Linked DNA regions of Mus musculus: region 2 is linked to region 1. Evidence: chromatin contacts called from public promoter capture Hi-C data. All regions are on one chromosome and are shown on one strand. Each heading gives the region's core, a stretch centred on a gene start, on an enhancer-like site or on the middle of the called end of the contact. The rest is flanking DNA. Distances are from core to core; before and after follow the strand shown.

Evidence for each region. Promoter capture Hi-C pulls out the DNA fragments that hold promoters and counts their contacts.
Region 2: a contact with region 1 is called in a promoter capture Hi-C map of pre-B cells, with 2.1 times the contacts expected there. The contact joins the promoter of 5830454E08Rik here to the promoter of Oxsr1 in region 1. A contact is called at or near these places in 1 of 39 promoter capture datasets (pre-B cells), 1 of 484 Hi-C or Micro-C datasets (CD4 T cells) and 1 of 9 other capture datasets (adipose tissue).

What each region holds. Positions count from the first base shown.
Region 1 is chr9:119,319,548-119,326,337 of GRCm38.p6, reverse strand. Oxsr1 (oxidative-stress responsive 1) reads left to right here and starts at 3,911. Exons shown (of 18, transcript NM_133985.2): 1 at 3,911-4,333. The coding sequence starts at 4,264.
Region 2 is chr9:120,574,018-120,581,181 of GRCm38.p6, reverse strand. It overlaps 5830454E08Rik (RIKEN cDNA 5830454E08 gene), which reads right to left and starts at 3,851. Exons shown (of 1, transcript NR_073359.1): 1 at 3,109-3,851. It overlaps Rpl14 (ribosomal protein L14), which reads right to left. Exons shown (of 6, transcript NM_025974.2): 6 at 6,529-7,087. The coding sequence ends at 6,788.

The DNA.
Region 1 (6,790 bases), core at 2,662-5,161:
TGCCTTCTGAGAGTCTTGGTACATGAAACACATCTGTAGCTGCCTGTGTGCTCTCTGAACCCACAAGCTTGCTTTTCTAGGCACTGAGCTGTGGAGGAGTGTGGGAGAGTTAACACTATAAGGGCAAAGATACTCCTGATTAATATCTCACCTTCTGTGTGGTCCTGAGGATTGGCATTCGTGAATGCTAGGCTAGCAAGAACTGCACCGTCAGCCACACTCTCAGCCCTTCCTTGTTTCTAGTCTCTTAATACAACAATTTTGAGATGTGTCTGCCTTTCTTTCTTTCTTTCTTTCTTTCTTTCTTTCTTTCTTTCTTTCTTTCTTTCTTTCTTTTGTTTTTTAAAAGATTTATTTATTTTAATGTTTGTTTATTTATTTATTTATTATATGTAAGAACACTGTAGCTGTCTTCAGACACTCCAGAAGAGGGCATCAGATTATTTATTTATTTATTTATTTATTTATTTATTATATGTAAGTACACTGTAGCTGTCTTCAGACACTCCAGAAGAGGGCATCAGATTATTTATTTATTTATTTATTTATGTATTTATTTATTATACGTAAGTACACTGTAGCTGTCTTCAGACACTCCAGAAGAGGGCATCAGATTTCGTTATGGATGGTTGTGAGCCACCATGTGGTTGCTGGGATTTGAACTCAGGGCCTTTGGAAGAGCAGTCAGCGCTCTTACCCGCTGAGCCATCTCACCAGCCCGCCTGCTTGCTTGCTTTCTTTCTTTCTTTCTTTCTTTCTTTCTTTCTTTCTTTCTTTCTTTCTTTCCTTCCTTCCTTCCTTCCTTCCTTCCTTCCTTCCTTCCTTCCTTCGTCCTTTAGACAGGGTTTCTCTGTGTAGCCCTGGTTGTCCTGGAACTCACTCTGTAGACCATGCTGGCCTGGAAAAAGAGATCTACCTGCCTCCATCTCCTGAGTGCTGGGATTAGAGACGTATGCCATCACCATCTGGCTGTGTTGTGTTGTTTTTTAGGTTACACAAAGAAGAATGAAGCCCATCACCCACACACTAAGCCCTGATTAATAATATCCATCAACAATTATCCTTCTCTTCTCTCAACTCTTCCATTCTTTAGAGAGCCTCTTTGGGTTGCCCTTAAATAAACTTTGCACTCAAATTCTGGTCCTAGAGCTTGATTTGGGAGGAAGGGAACTGAACCAACACAAGAATGCCTTGAGAATGTGGGGAAAAACAGATTCTCTTCCTGTGAAAAATATGCCATACTCTCAAGAAACCAGGGTGGGATATGGGGAATATTTGAATATAAGGATCAGGGTTCCAGAACCATTCCACATTTCCTTTCCTCTCTTCCTCTAAATGATTATCAAGGGAGTCACAGGCATAAGTGGGAGAAAACCATAATTTTACTAATAGTTTCAAAAGCAGATTTCTGAGTTTGAGTCCATCCTGGTCTACAAAGTGAGTTCCAGGGTAGCCAGGGCTAACAGAGAAACCTTGTCTCGAAAAACCAACAAAACAAAACAAAACAAACAAAAAACTCAACAAAACAAAACAACAACAACAAAAAAACCAAAAAATCCTCCTCCTATTTAAAGCACACTTTACATAGCTGGCTCCCTTTGCTCCGGGTTCGCTGAGGTGATGTCACGGCGTCACGGTCACACCCTTGAGACATGCAAGCTGCGCCTTTCCTGTATGGTGCTTTATGATTTATAAGTACTTATTTTTTTTAAGTTTTATTTATTTTATGTATGTGAGTACATTGTAGTTCTCTTCGGACATACCAGAGAAGGGCATTGGATCCCATTGCAGACAGTTGTGAGCCACCATGTGGTTGCTGGGAATTGAACTCAGAACCTCTGGAAGTGCCAGTGCTCTTAACTGCTGAGCCATCTCTCCAGCCCAATTACTTAACTATTAACTTAAATGCTCCCTACTGCTTACTACAAAAACTCCATACTCCAGCAAAAAAAAAAAAAAAAAAAAAAAAGGGGGGTGGGGGGACTAAGTCCCTGATCACTGTTGTGAGAGTGCTCACATGCAAGATATTTTAAAGGCTGAATCTTGCTTGAGCTTATGGCCTCAAATACCCAATTCCTGGCTTCCTTCCTCATTAAAATCATGGTATTTTAACCTCGACTAGGCCACAGAAAGTCAGGGACAGGGGAAACAAAATGACCAGATTTATAGAGAAGGTTCCTGCTCTACCAATCCACTGAGGTACATGAATGAGGAGGTAAGCAAGAACACATTAATGAATGCACTATAATGTTATCTAATAATAATTAAGACCCAGTATCTTGAAATTTCACCATGAAACTGGTAGTTCCTTTTCTTGGGGGAAGGGGAAAGAAGGCAGTCCCAAATTCTAAGTTATATAATTTATTTTCATGGTAATGAAAGAAAATTGTAAAGTGTATCCGTGGTCCACAGAGCCCAACAATTCCAGATTATTTTTGGCTTATTGGTTTTCTATTGGTACACACCATGAAGAGTTCCAATCTGTCCCCACTTCCTCTCGATGTTACTTTTATTCTTCTTCCAGCAAGAAAAAGTTATCACACGCACTAAATGTGTCACAAGTAGTGGCTGCAACAAATTTCTTCCTTCCTTCCTTCCTTATTTTTTTTTTTAAAGATTTTATTTATTTTATATATATGAGTACACTGTAGCTGTATTTAGACATACCAAATGAGGGCATTGGATCCCATTTCAGATGGTTGTGAGCCACCATGTGGTTGCTGGGAATTGACCTCAGGACCTCTGGAAGAGCAGTCAGTGCTCTCAACCACTGAGCCATTTCTCCAGCCCTGAAACACATTTCTACAGCAAGACCTTGCACCTTTGCCGGGTCTGGAATATTCTGTCCTCCCATTTTCTGTTTGCTGAGATCCCCTTAGCACTGTAAGGTCTGGCCCAAATGGGACCTCTTCTTGAGATGTTCCATAAGTCCTATCAACCAGACGCGCTCATGGCCTTCCCACCGAAGAGCTCAGCAGTGCTGCTCAGCTGAACACTTTGTCCGCAGCGACCCTGTCCAGGTTGATGTTTTAATGTTTTGTTTCACCAAAGCGCGATCTTCTAAGGCCAAGAAAACGGAACTTATTTTTGTGAAGATGACAAAAGCCAGGGCCGGGGGCCTAGAGCTGACCCCTAAGTCGCGTGACAGAAACCACTGAACAGTCAAGGCGCTGCCTGGGCAGAGACAACTAACCTAGGTCCCAGGCAGGTGCTGTTTCTTTAGACCCGAAGCGGAGAAAAGACAGAAACCGCTTCCTCCCGGATCCTGGAGGCGGCGCTGAGTACTTCCGCCTTAGGAAAAAAAAAAATGTCATCACGGGCCGAGCTTCCGGCTCCACTCGGGAGCCCGCAAGACCTTTTATCCTAGTTGGCCTTCGTCCGCGCACCCCACCCGGCCGCTCCCTCGGGCTTCTCCACACCCCGGGGCGCGGTTTGCACGTCTCGAGGGTGTGACCGTGACGCCGTGACGTCACCTCAGCGAACCCGGTCCTGAAAGGTTTTGGCGCTCGGTAGGAACTGGGAGTCAAGTTCCCGGAGGCGGGACTAACATATGACTGATGTCCACACGCTCCAGTTGCCGTTCTCATGCTTTCTCAAACCAACCAATGAATGCAAAGCAGAGAGGGCAACGCCCCTCCCTCAGCTTCTAGAGGAAGCGCCGCTCCTTCGGTTTAGCACTCAGTGGCCGCCATGCTTGGTGTGGCTCCTCGTTCTGCGGCAGTTTGCTCTGTTTTGGCTTTCAGACGCCCTCAGTGAACTCCTCCACGAGCACTTCTGCTCTCTAACTATCGACTTCCACTCTTTCCGGCTTCCTTCTCGCTTGCCTCTTGTCCGGCCACACTCAAGATGGCGGCCGGGGGGCGGCGAGCCGCGGCCAGGCTTCCCCGGCGTGGTGACGTCAGCGCGCTGCGTGTCGGCAGGTGGAGGGAGAAGGGAAAGTTTGGCCCGTGCTTGGGGTTCGGGTGGAGGGCGGGACGGAGGGGCAGGGCTGGGTAGAAGCTTGTTTCGCGGTGCCGCGGAGGTTAAGGCCGGCTCGTGGGCTGGGCCGGGGACTGCGGGACGCGGAGCCGCGGGAGGCGAGGTCGGTCGCAGCCGCGCGTCTCCGCCTCGGGGCCGCGCTTGACCCGCGCGCCCCGGCGTTGTGCGCCCCAAGGCTGGGCCAAGCGGCGGGTTGGGGGCGGCGGCTGGGCGTGGGGAGGCGCGCGGCGAGGTGACCTGAGAGCCCGGAGCGTGAGGAGCACGGAGCCAGGCGCTGCAGCCGTCATGTCCGAGGACTCGAGCGCCCTGCCCTGGTCCATCAACAGGGACGACTACGAGCTGCAGGAGGTGATAGGTGAGAGCCGAGGGGCGACGCGCCGGGGTTCTGGGCCCGAGCCTTGCTGGGCACTGGTGCGAGCCGTGCGCCTAGGGTGGGGCTCCCTTCGGAGGGAGAAGCGTACCTGAGACAGATGCGTCCTGTGCAGAAGAGCCATGTGGATGGGCGGCAGGCCTGGCTCAGGGGGCACTAGGGTCCGTGGGCAGAGCCGCGTGGCTCTGGGATTGTGGGGTCTGTGCACTTGAGTCCATCCCTGCATCCACGCGACGATGCACTATTTCGCAGGTGTGAGGCTGAGGGCAGCTCCAGGTACCGGTGCTGAGCAGGTTAGACCCGCCTCTAGCTCTTTACAACTGACTTCTCAGATCCCGGAGGCAGACGTCAACTACATAGAAAGAATGGGAAAAGCGGTAACAGGTCTCAGTAGGTGGCCGGAAGGAACCGGGCAAGATGTTATAAGGAGTGGTTTGAACAAGTTACGTGATTTCAAGGAAAAGTTGAGCCCTCAAAGCGAGTCGGAGGAAGATCGCCTTTCCCCCTCCATTGAGGAATAAGAAAATACTTAGACTCTGAGGAGAGAGAGAGTGCTTGATAAGTTGAGGGACCAGAAAGAGGGCACACATTAGTCTCAGGGACCTTTAAAGCTATGGTAAAGATTTGGAGTTTCAAGTTGTCCTTGGAGGGCTTCAACTAGGGACCATGGCTCGCTCCATAAATCTGGCTATTATGTGTGAAGTGGCCCTGAATAAGATCCGAGAATACCAGTTGGTCGACAGCAAGCATGGATTGTTACTCTCAGAGGTGCAGCGTGCTTGAGGAGGTTAAGCGGCTAGGGATGAGGGAGAGTTTGTAGCCCAGCAGTAATGCAGTGGCCATAGAAATCGAAGGGAAATGGGTTTAGCAAAACAAAGGCTTAATCAGCAGACCACTGTTTGTTGGAAGAAGTCTGTCTACACTGATAGCATTCTACCTTAAAATTAGCTTTACAATAGAGACCTGCCAAAAATCCCAGAGCTTCCTTAAAGGTGCCAGTGTTTATTTCTCGGTGTTAAGGAGAGCAAAAACAAAAAGCCACCAAATTTCGTTGTAGGTCTCTGTGTGGCTCTGTGTAGGTTTATGTGCTCGTGTAAAGGCTAGCTTTTCACGTTCTTTTTTTGTTTGTTTCTTAGCTTTTTTTGGGGGGGGGGTGGAGGGGGAGGAGAAGGATAGGGTTTCTCTGTGTAGCCCTGGCTGTCCTGGAACTCACTTTGTAGACCAAGCTGGCCTTGAACTCAGAAATCCGCCTGCCTCTGCCTCCCAAATGCTGGAATCAAAGGCGTGCGGTGCGCCACCACACCCGGCTTTCCCTTGCTTTTTGATGAGTCTCTTTAGTTGATCCGGAACTTACCTTTTGACTAGATTCCTAAGACGCCTGAGTCCTCCTGTCTCTGCCTGGAAGCACTTGGATTTCAGGCTCTTTCTAGGATCCCTGGGCCTCCCACTTCACATGGGGGCTGGGGATCCAAACTCAGGTTGCTAGTGTTCACTCAGCACACATTCTACACTGAGCTATCTCCCCAGCCCCCTCCTCCCCCCCCCCCCCGTTTTTTTTTTTTTTTTTAAAGGCAGGTCTCTGGTTGCTCAACTTGGCATCAGATTTGCTGTGTAGGTAAGATGGTTGCCATTTCTCTACATTTCAGCTTTATGCTTTCTCTGCCAAGCCTGATGACCTGAGTTCCATTCCTGGGACACTAGCGGAAGAAGGAGAAGCTTATATCCCCCCCAACCCCCAAGTGCAATGAAACATAAAAGATGCTTCATCTTTAAGTCACTTCATAGGTCTGTCCTTGCTGCATATTGGGTCTTTGACTGGTTGAACTAGGCATGTCTCTGTTTTTGTAAAGACGCTCTTGATTGGTTGTTTCTTGGGAACTTACTTTCATAATGAAGAGAGAGTTTAAATGGGAGACTCCAGAGTGATGTCAGAAAAATAAAGAAAGGGGATTCTGTTATTCTGGAAGAGTAACATTGTTCTTCCCTTCTGGTGGGGTGTGCATCCCTTCTGGTTGTCTACAGCTAGAGGACTGGTTATAGTTATCATCCCTGATGCTTCTGCTCTTCAGCTACAAACTCTGAGAGCTGCAAGGGCTGTGGAGATGGAGTGACACTAAGTTTGCCCAATGATAACTATAGAACAGGATGTCTTAGTGGGCAGTACAGAGGGAGTCTGGTAGTTCTGAGAGTAGATTCACACCCCACTCATAGAGTGGTCCATGGTTCGTCACAGGTTAAGAATGCCAGTGTGATTGGGTCACCTTTTACAAAACAACCTGCCAGCTGGAGAGATGGCTTAGAAGTTAAGAGCATTTACTACTCTTTTAGAGGACCTGAGTTTGGTTCCTAGCACCAATATCAGGGGCCTCACAGCCGTCTGCAATAGAAACTCGGGGAGATCAGATTGTTTTTGGCCTCAGGCACCTGCACATACATGACATT
Region 2 (7,164 bases), core at 2,602-5,101, 1.3 Mb before region 1:
TCATCTGTGACAAACACAACGTAGATCTAGATAGTATGGCAGGTGGAAGTTTTAAAACAAAGTCACTTTTTCCACCACTTATGGCCTAAACATTAAATTCATGCCTGTGACCAATGTCAGCTGGGTCACCAAGGAGCACCATCCTTGACCCTGCTGGAGCCCAGGCCTGCTCCATGCTTCAGAAGACATAAGGAGTTGTAAGAGGCTGTGAGGACAAAGCTGACTCGGGGAGTACCTAGGAGGCGGCCGCCTTTGGGAACTGCACGTGAAGCAGCTCCTCCACACCCAGGTGAGACTCCTTCCCTAGAGCAACTCGAACACCTTTCTACAGAGCTTCGGGGCTCACCAGGACTGCAGCCTCTTGGACACTCTGCGGCCCAGGGCACTTCTCTCTGCAGCTGGGAGACCAGAACAGGTTTGTGAGACAGACATTCAACTAGAGAAGAAAAGGAGGGAAGACAAGTTGAGGACATTTGCCAGTGGGTTCCAGAGACCTCTATCAGCCCACCTTCCTTCAGGCCTGACGGAGAGAGATGGGGACTTCAGAAGATAGAGCAGCATTGGGGGTCTAACCTGGACTCCATGATACAGCCAGGGAGATAGGACCTGGGCCTGGGCCTCTCAAGAGGAATCTCCCTTGGGAAGGATGCTCGTTCAGGTGCTCCCCTTGGGGAGCACTTCCACAATGGTGGACACCAACTCTCTACCCAAGGAAGGAGAGACAGAGATCTCCTTGACATGCCAAAACAGAGCCACACCCTTCCGTGGAGTAAGTGACACGCAGGTAGATACCACAATTACCAGGAATGCCCAGCAACTTAATCATCCTCCCAAGTTGGGGAGCTGAGTCCTTCCTACAGGCATCCAACCCCAAGATCTCGAGAGTTCCCAGAATCCCTGAGGAGGCACCTGTGGCCATAGTTCTCCATCATCATATCTGTACAGACCCTGTTGTGTGCAGGCTGCAGGCTGTTCCACTGACTCTGTGTGAAGTACACAGCCACATCCTCAAAGGTCACCATCCACTGAATCAGCAAACTCCCGATCAAGCTTGAGCGAGACAGGAGGAGCTCTGAGCTTCTGAGGAGTCCACAATCCCCAGCCCTCATGAATCGCAGCCAGCACCACAGCCAGAAACCAATGCACCAATGTTCCCGTTTTCAAATGTGCAGCCCCAGCTCTGTGCCACCCACACGGTCTGGGGTCTCTCACTGCCGTTCCAATCTACAGCCTAATACCCAGGCAATACTCTCTTCCTGGTAACCATAGCAACCAGAAAGGAATATATTCCTGGATTTACAGATTGCCCTTCAAGGAATGATCATCCTCGTGTACTCCTGTGCCACTTGGCTTTTCTAAGTAAAATGCATTTTCTATTAATTCTTTGAGAATTTCATACATGCATACCAAGTATTTTGATAATATTCACTTCCCGATCCTTCCCTAACTCCTCCCACACCCACCCTTCAACCCCCACCCGACCCCCATGTCTTGTCATGTGTGTGCATCTCCACGCCCAATCTGTACTGGTCATATGTTCATGGTGTGGTTGACTACCAGGGGCCACAGCCTTCAAGAAACTGATACTCCCTCCCTGAGAGAGCACCAACTGTCCGTGGCTCCTCAGCTAGGGGTCTGGAGCTCCTGAGCCCCTCCCTCCTCCATGCTAGAATGCAGACCAGCTTGAGACCTCATGTAGGTTATATGCAGGCCACCACAGCTACTGTGGGATCATGACTGCAAAGGCTCTGTTGTGTCCAAAACTCTCTTCAGGGTGAGAGACTCCTCCCTGATCTCTGGTTCTTACAATCTTTCCACACTCCTCCATGATGGTCCCAATCTTGAGTGTGACTGAGATGACCATTTGTGGCTGAGCACACTTATTCCCTGCAGTTTGGCCTGTTGTGAACTTCAGCATTAACCACTGTCCCCTGCAGAAAGGACCTCTGATGCAGTCTGAGCGTTGCACTAATCTGTCTATAGAGATAAATAATTTAGAGGGCAGTTTGACCCCCTGGTTGGGGTCACCCCCTGGGCCCTATAAACACCCACCTGTGGGTCATGTGGTACTAGGCATGTGTTTCCTTCTGTGGGAAGAACCTCAAAGCCAATCAGAAAGCAGTTGGTTTCCCCACGCAACATCAGCCCACTGTTGCACCATGGACAATATTTTGCCAAGCTGGTCATTACTATAGCTTGGTGTTCACAGCTGAAGATTGTTGGTAAATCCACCCTGACCTCCCCACCCCCCAGAAACCTGCACATGACCCTCTGTTACCATGACAACAGGCGGGCAGGAAGTCAGCACCAACTTGATTTGTTTACGTGCCATGACCACGGTTCCACCAACACCGGGATGTGTTGGCTGTCATTCACCCTGACTCCACCCATCTGCAGTGTAGGGAATCAACCCCATTTGTTCCTCCCTAGCTTCTTTTCAGGTTCCCAGCACCAAACACCGTGTAGAGCACCTGAGCTCTGAAAAGTCAGTGCTTTACAAACCATATGTCCCTGTCTCTCGAGAAAGCCAGCTCTCTTCAAAGAGTTTGCGTGTTCTGGCTTCCTAGAAAGAACATCTTTATAACTATGGGTCTGACCCCAATGGAGTCACAGAACTAAATGTGAGTCACAAAAGCAACAGCAAACATCTTCTGAGTTTAGTGACCAAAAAACTGATTTAAATCAAGTGCGTAACAAGTCCAAGGTTTTTCCACCCGTGTGGTAACGAGGCCACCTCAGGTGTAAACATGGTGTGTGTGTTCGCATGACAAGAGTTCAAAAAAGAAGACTCAACTCTCAAAAGTGTCTGTGGAAGGCACTCACAAGCCTCAGGTCACAGCAAACCTCGTTCTCAGCCCCTCCCCTCCTCCAGAAGGTTCAGTGAGTAAAGTTACTTGCTGCATAGCCTGACTACCTGGGTTCCATCTCTTGAACCCACACGGTGGAAGAGTTGATGCTTGAAGGTAGTCATGTGACCTCCACACACCCTCTGTGGCACACACGTCTGTATACACACACAAATAAGTGTATGGGAAGTGAAAGAAAATTCGCACACTGAATACTGGTCTCTTGACAATACGACCACAATGAATGAAGCAAACTCTTCAACACGTTTTAGTTTGTTTTAATGGATGAATGTGGTCAATGTCCGCCACACAAACTCAGGTACTCCCAGAGATCCCTGGAAGAACCTGGAGTGATAGGAGGTTGTGAAATACTCCGCAGGGACTCTGGGAACCAAACTTTGTTCCTCTGGAAGAGCAGAAGGTACTCCAACACAAGGTGTAACCCAGGCTGGCCTCAACTCCTGATATTCCTGCTTCTGCCTCTTCAGCATATCCTACTAGCAACGGACACCAGAACCAGCTCAATAATGAACTTCCTAACTTCAGCAGGTGACTCTCGTTTGCAGACACTCACGGGATGTTCTGGCATGGTTCTCCTTTCTTCCACTAGCATCTGCAACGTAAGCCTCACCACTCCCAATATAGCCTCCTGTGGTGCGTGGGTTCCGTATCTCCCACTGTGACACCCCAACCTCCTCGGACATCCCCATCCAAAGTCTTCCTGCCTCCCACGCAGGTCTCCACTCTGCAGACTGCGCGCTTACAAGGCACGAGTGTCTGACGGCGAGGGGACAGAAATGATGCTCCGCGCCCCGGGGACGCCTCCTGGGGCCCAATGCGTCCCTGGGCACGGAGGGGGGGGCAACATCGGATTGTCCACTCGTGGCAGGCTGGGAACGCTGAAGGAAGGTTGCACTTCTGACCCAGCACCGGGCGCAGTAAGTCAACGTCCGACTCGCCCGAACTATCTACAGGGCCAAGCCCCGACCCGGAAGCGCGAGCGCACTCCGGCCGCTCTAGGAGTTCCGGAGGCCTCATCTCGGTGATAACACCGCCCCACCACTTGTCGGTCCAGCGGAGTAGGAGGGGTTTGATGTGGCTCAGGGCGCCTGCGCACTTGCGCAGACTCCCGCGCATCTGCTCTGAAGATCTGAGAGGTGCGCTTTGAGACGTTTGGGTGCGTGCGCATCTGGGCAGCAGGTGGTAAGCGTTGCCCGCTCCGGGCAGAAATTATACAAATTCGCTTGAGCGATCTCTCTGGTACCAATTTTAAATAGCAACATTGATTGGGGAAAAAAAAAAAATCACACCCCCACAAATAAAGATTGGACATCAGTGTGCAGTTTCTCATGCTGATACGGCCGGAAAATTAGCTTAGCCGGTCACTTCTCAGCACCAGGTGGCTCAACTGAGCACCAGAAATCTAACGGCCTCTTCTGGACTGCCTGACCCTGCACTCACAGCATATACCCACAAAGACACAAATCATCCTGAAAAGTATTTTCATAGACTCAGCAGTTAATAACACCTGTTGCTCTTGCAAAGGGCCAAGACTCAATTCTAACAGCCATATGGTGGCTCACAATCCTATTCTAAGGGACCCAACATTCTCAGACACCACAATGAGGCACAGACCTAATATGCTGGCAAAACTCATTTGCATAAAACCCCAAACTTTAAAATGGTAAAGCAGTAAAAATGATAAGGTAGGAAAAGCTTATTTCTTACTGGACACGATGGTACTTATCTGTAATGCTAGCACTACAAAGGCCTAGACAGGAACCAGAAGCCCTACCTCAGACAATGTTCAAGGTGTGTGGTGGTTGATGGCCTATGCTGGAGGCTAAAGCATGAAGTCCCCTGGAGGCGGACAATGGTGGTGCACGCCTTTAATCACAGCACTTGGGAGGCAGAGGCAGGCAGATTTCTGAGTTGAGGCCAGCCTGTTCTACAAAGTGAGTTCCAGGACAGCAAGGGCTATACAGAGAAACCCTGTCTCGAAAACAAAAGACAGACAGACAGACAGACAGACAGGCAGAAAGAAAGAAAGGAAGAAAGAAAGAAGAAAGTCAGTCAGGCCCCTGGAGCTCAGAAGCCAGAAAAGCAAAGTGAGACCTTGTTTCCTGAAAGTTATCAAGTCCACAGCAGTCCCAACGCTAAGAAATCCTTCATAAATACCCCTGAAAACCAATCACCAAATACCTCACTGAAGTAACCATGCTTTTGAAACTGCTGGCTCCCAGGCACTGTTGTCCTTGATTTCAGTCCCCTCCTCCCCTGTCCCCTTACCTCAGGCTATACCAGTAAAGCCAGTTCCAGGTGCTAAGTTCTTAACCACCAGCATTTCAGTGCAAAAGGACTTGGCCCTCCTGCCAGCAGCCAACCTGAGTATACCTAGATATGGGCTCTGTTGCAGAAATCCACTTCCTGCAGTCCTTTAATTCCCAGCCCTGGGAAGAAAACTGCTGCTTCCTGACAAATCACTTGCTAGTTCAAAACAATACCCATTCTACCCCACTCCCGTGTGCAGACCAGGAATCCTGGGTGGCAAGGCTGGAAATGTCAAGATTACAGTTGAGTGTTGTCTACTTTCCCACAAGCCTCAACAGGCCACCTTTCGGACTATCTACAATTCTACCATGTAGAATTCTTGCCGGCAATGCTCTGGGGGGTGTGGGGAGGGTGCTGTTTAATGAAGCCAGACTCTCTTTTTCCTACTAAATTCTGTGGGGTGAATTATCCCAGTCTGTATGCTTTAATCCCTTTCTCAGAATCCCTAAATATGAGCCCATGAACAGGTGGCTTATGAAATATGGGATCACCACCTTCCTGATAGCAGAGTAAGTGCCTAGACACGTGTTTTCAACTTCCTTCCCACTAAGCCAATCAGGACTGGCTAAACTGAAGTACCAGTTTGGGGTTTTTTGATTTTGGTTTTTCGAGGCAGGGTTTCTGTGTACCTCTGGCTGTCCTGGAACTCACTTTGTAGACCAGGCTGGCCGTGAACTCAGAAATCCACCTGCCTCTGCTTCGAGTGCTGGGATTAAAGGCGTGCCGCCACCACACCTGGCCCAGTTTTTGTTTTAATCACATGACCTACCTCAGTTCCAGTTGTCACTTCCCATTCTCTTCAGGAGCCCTGTACCTTCCTGTCCCTGGCTGCCTCAAAGGTTCACACCCATCTCTGCCTCACGTCCCTTTCTCAAAGGCTAAGAGGACTACTCCACATTGCACTATTTCCTAGAAATAGCCTGAATCCTGCCCTCAATCTTCCACCTGCTATTTCACAGGGTAGACGCAGAGCCCACAAATGCTGTTGACAATGACAGGACTCCCCCCATGCAGGGTCATTCCCACCTGGTATTCCAGTGTCCACCTGTCCAGGTGTAAACTGTGGACAACAAGACTCAAAAGCACCCAGTGTGCTGGGAATAACCCTGCAAGTAATCCACCCCCACTTCTCACAAATAACACTTCCTGCTTTTCAGGAGTCCACCCTTTGTGAGGACCAAGATTCTCTCCAATCATCCACTTTCCTAGAAATATTCAAAGCCTGTTTTATAATCCAAAATTATCAAAATCATGCTGTGGAAAGAGAAGAAATGCCAAATGTATCACACATGCGAGGCAGGCAAGCCCAGCCCCACGTATCTTTCAACAATTATACTCGACTATGGTTCATCAAAATGAAGGAATTCCACCCGTTGGTGGGAAATTTATTTGTTAGGGTTAACGACACTGTTGTACTGTCATGGTACCCCCTGTATAAAGGATCAGTTTGACTCTGGCTGTATGCTAAGTACTAAGGCCTGGGTAGAATGAGTTTAAGTAGCCCATCCTATCTACAATCCCACCAGTCTATTTCCCACTTGGCGACAAGCTTAGAGTCCACACATGAGATTTACCACCGTCAAAAAGAACCTTTATTATTCTGTGTAGCCTCACGCTTTCTTGCCAGCCGCCTTTGGAGCAGGTGCTTTCTGGGCTGGGGTCTTCTGACCCTTCTGACCTTTAGCAGGAGGTGCTGCCTTCTGGCCTGCAGCCTTCTGAGCAGGAGCCTTCTGGCCTGCAGCCTTCTTGCCTGGTCCTGTGGCCTTCTTGGCTGGGACTTTAGCTTTAGCAGCAGCAGCAGCTGCAGCCGCCGCAATGGCAGCTTTGGCCACAGCTGCTTTTTTGGGAGAAGCTTTCAGGATAGCAGCTCTTTGAAGTTTCTTTACTTCAGTCTTGATTATTCTGTTCCTCTGAAAAAACACAGAAGAGCACTTGCTACACTCACACAACAATACGCCTTATGTCCATTGTTAGAAATTAAACTGCT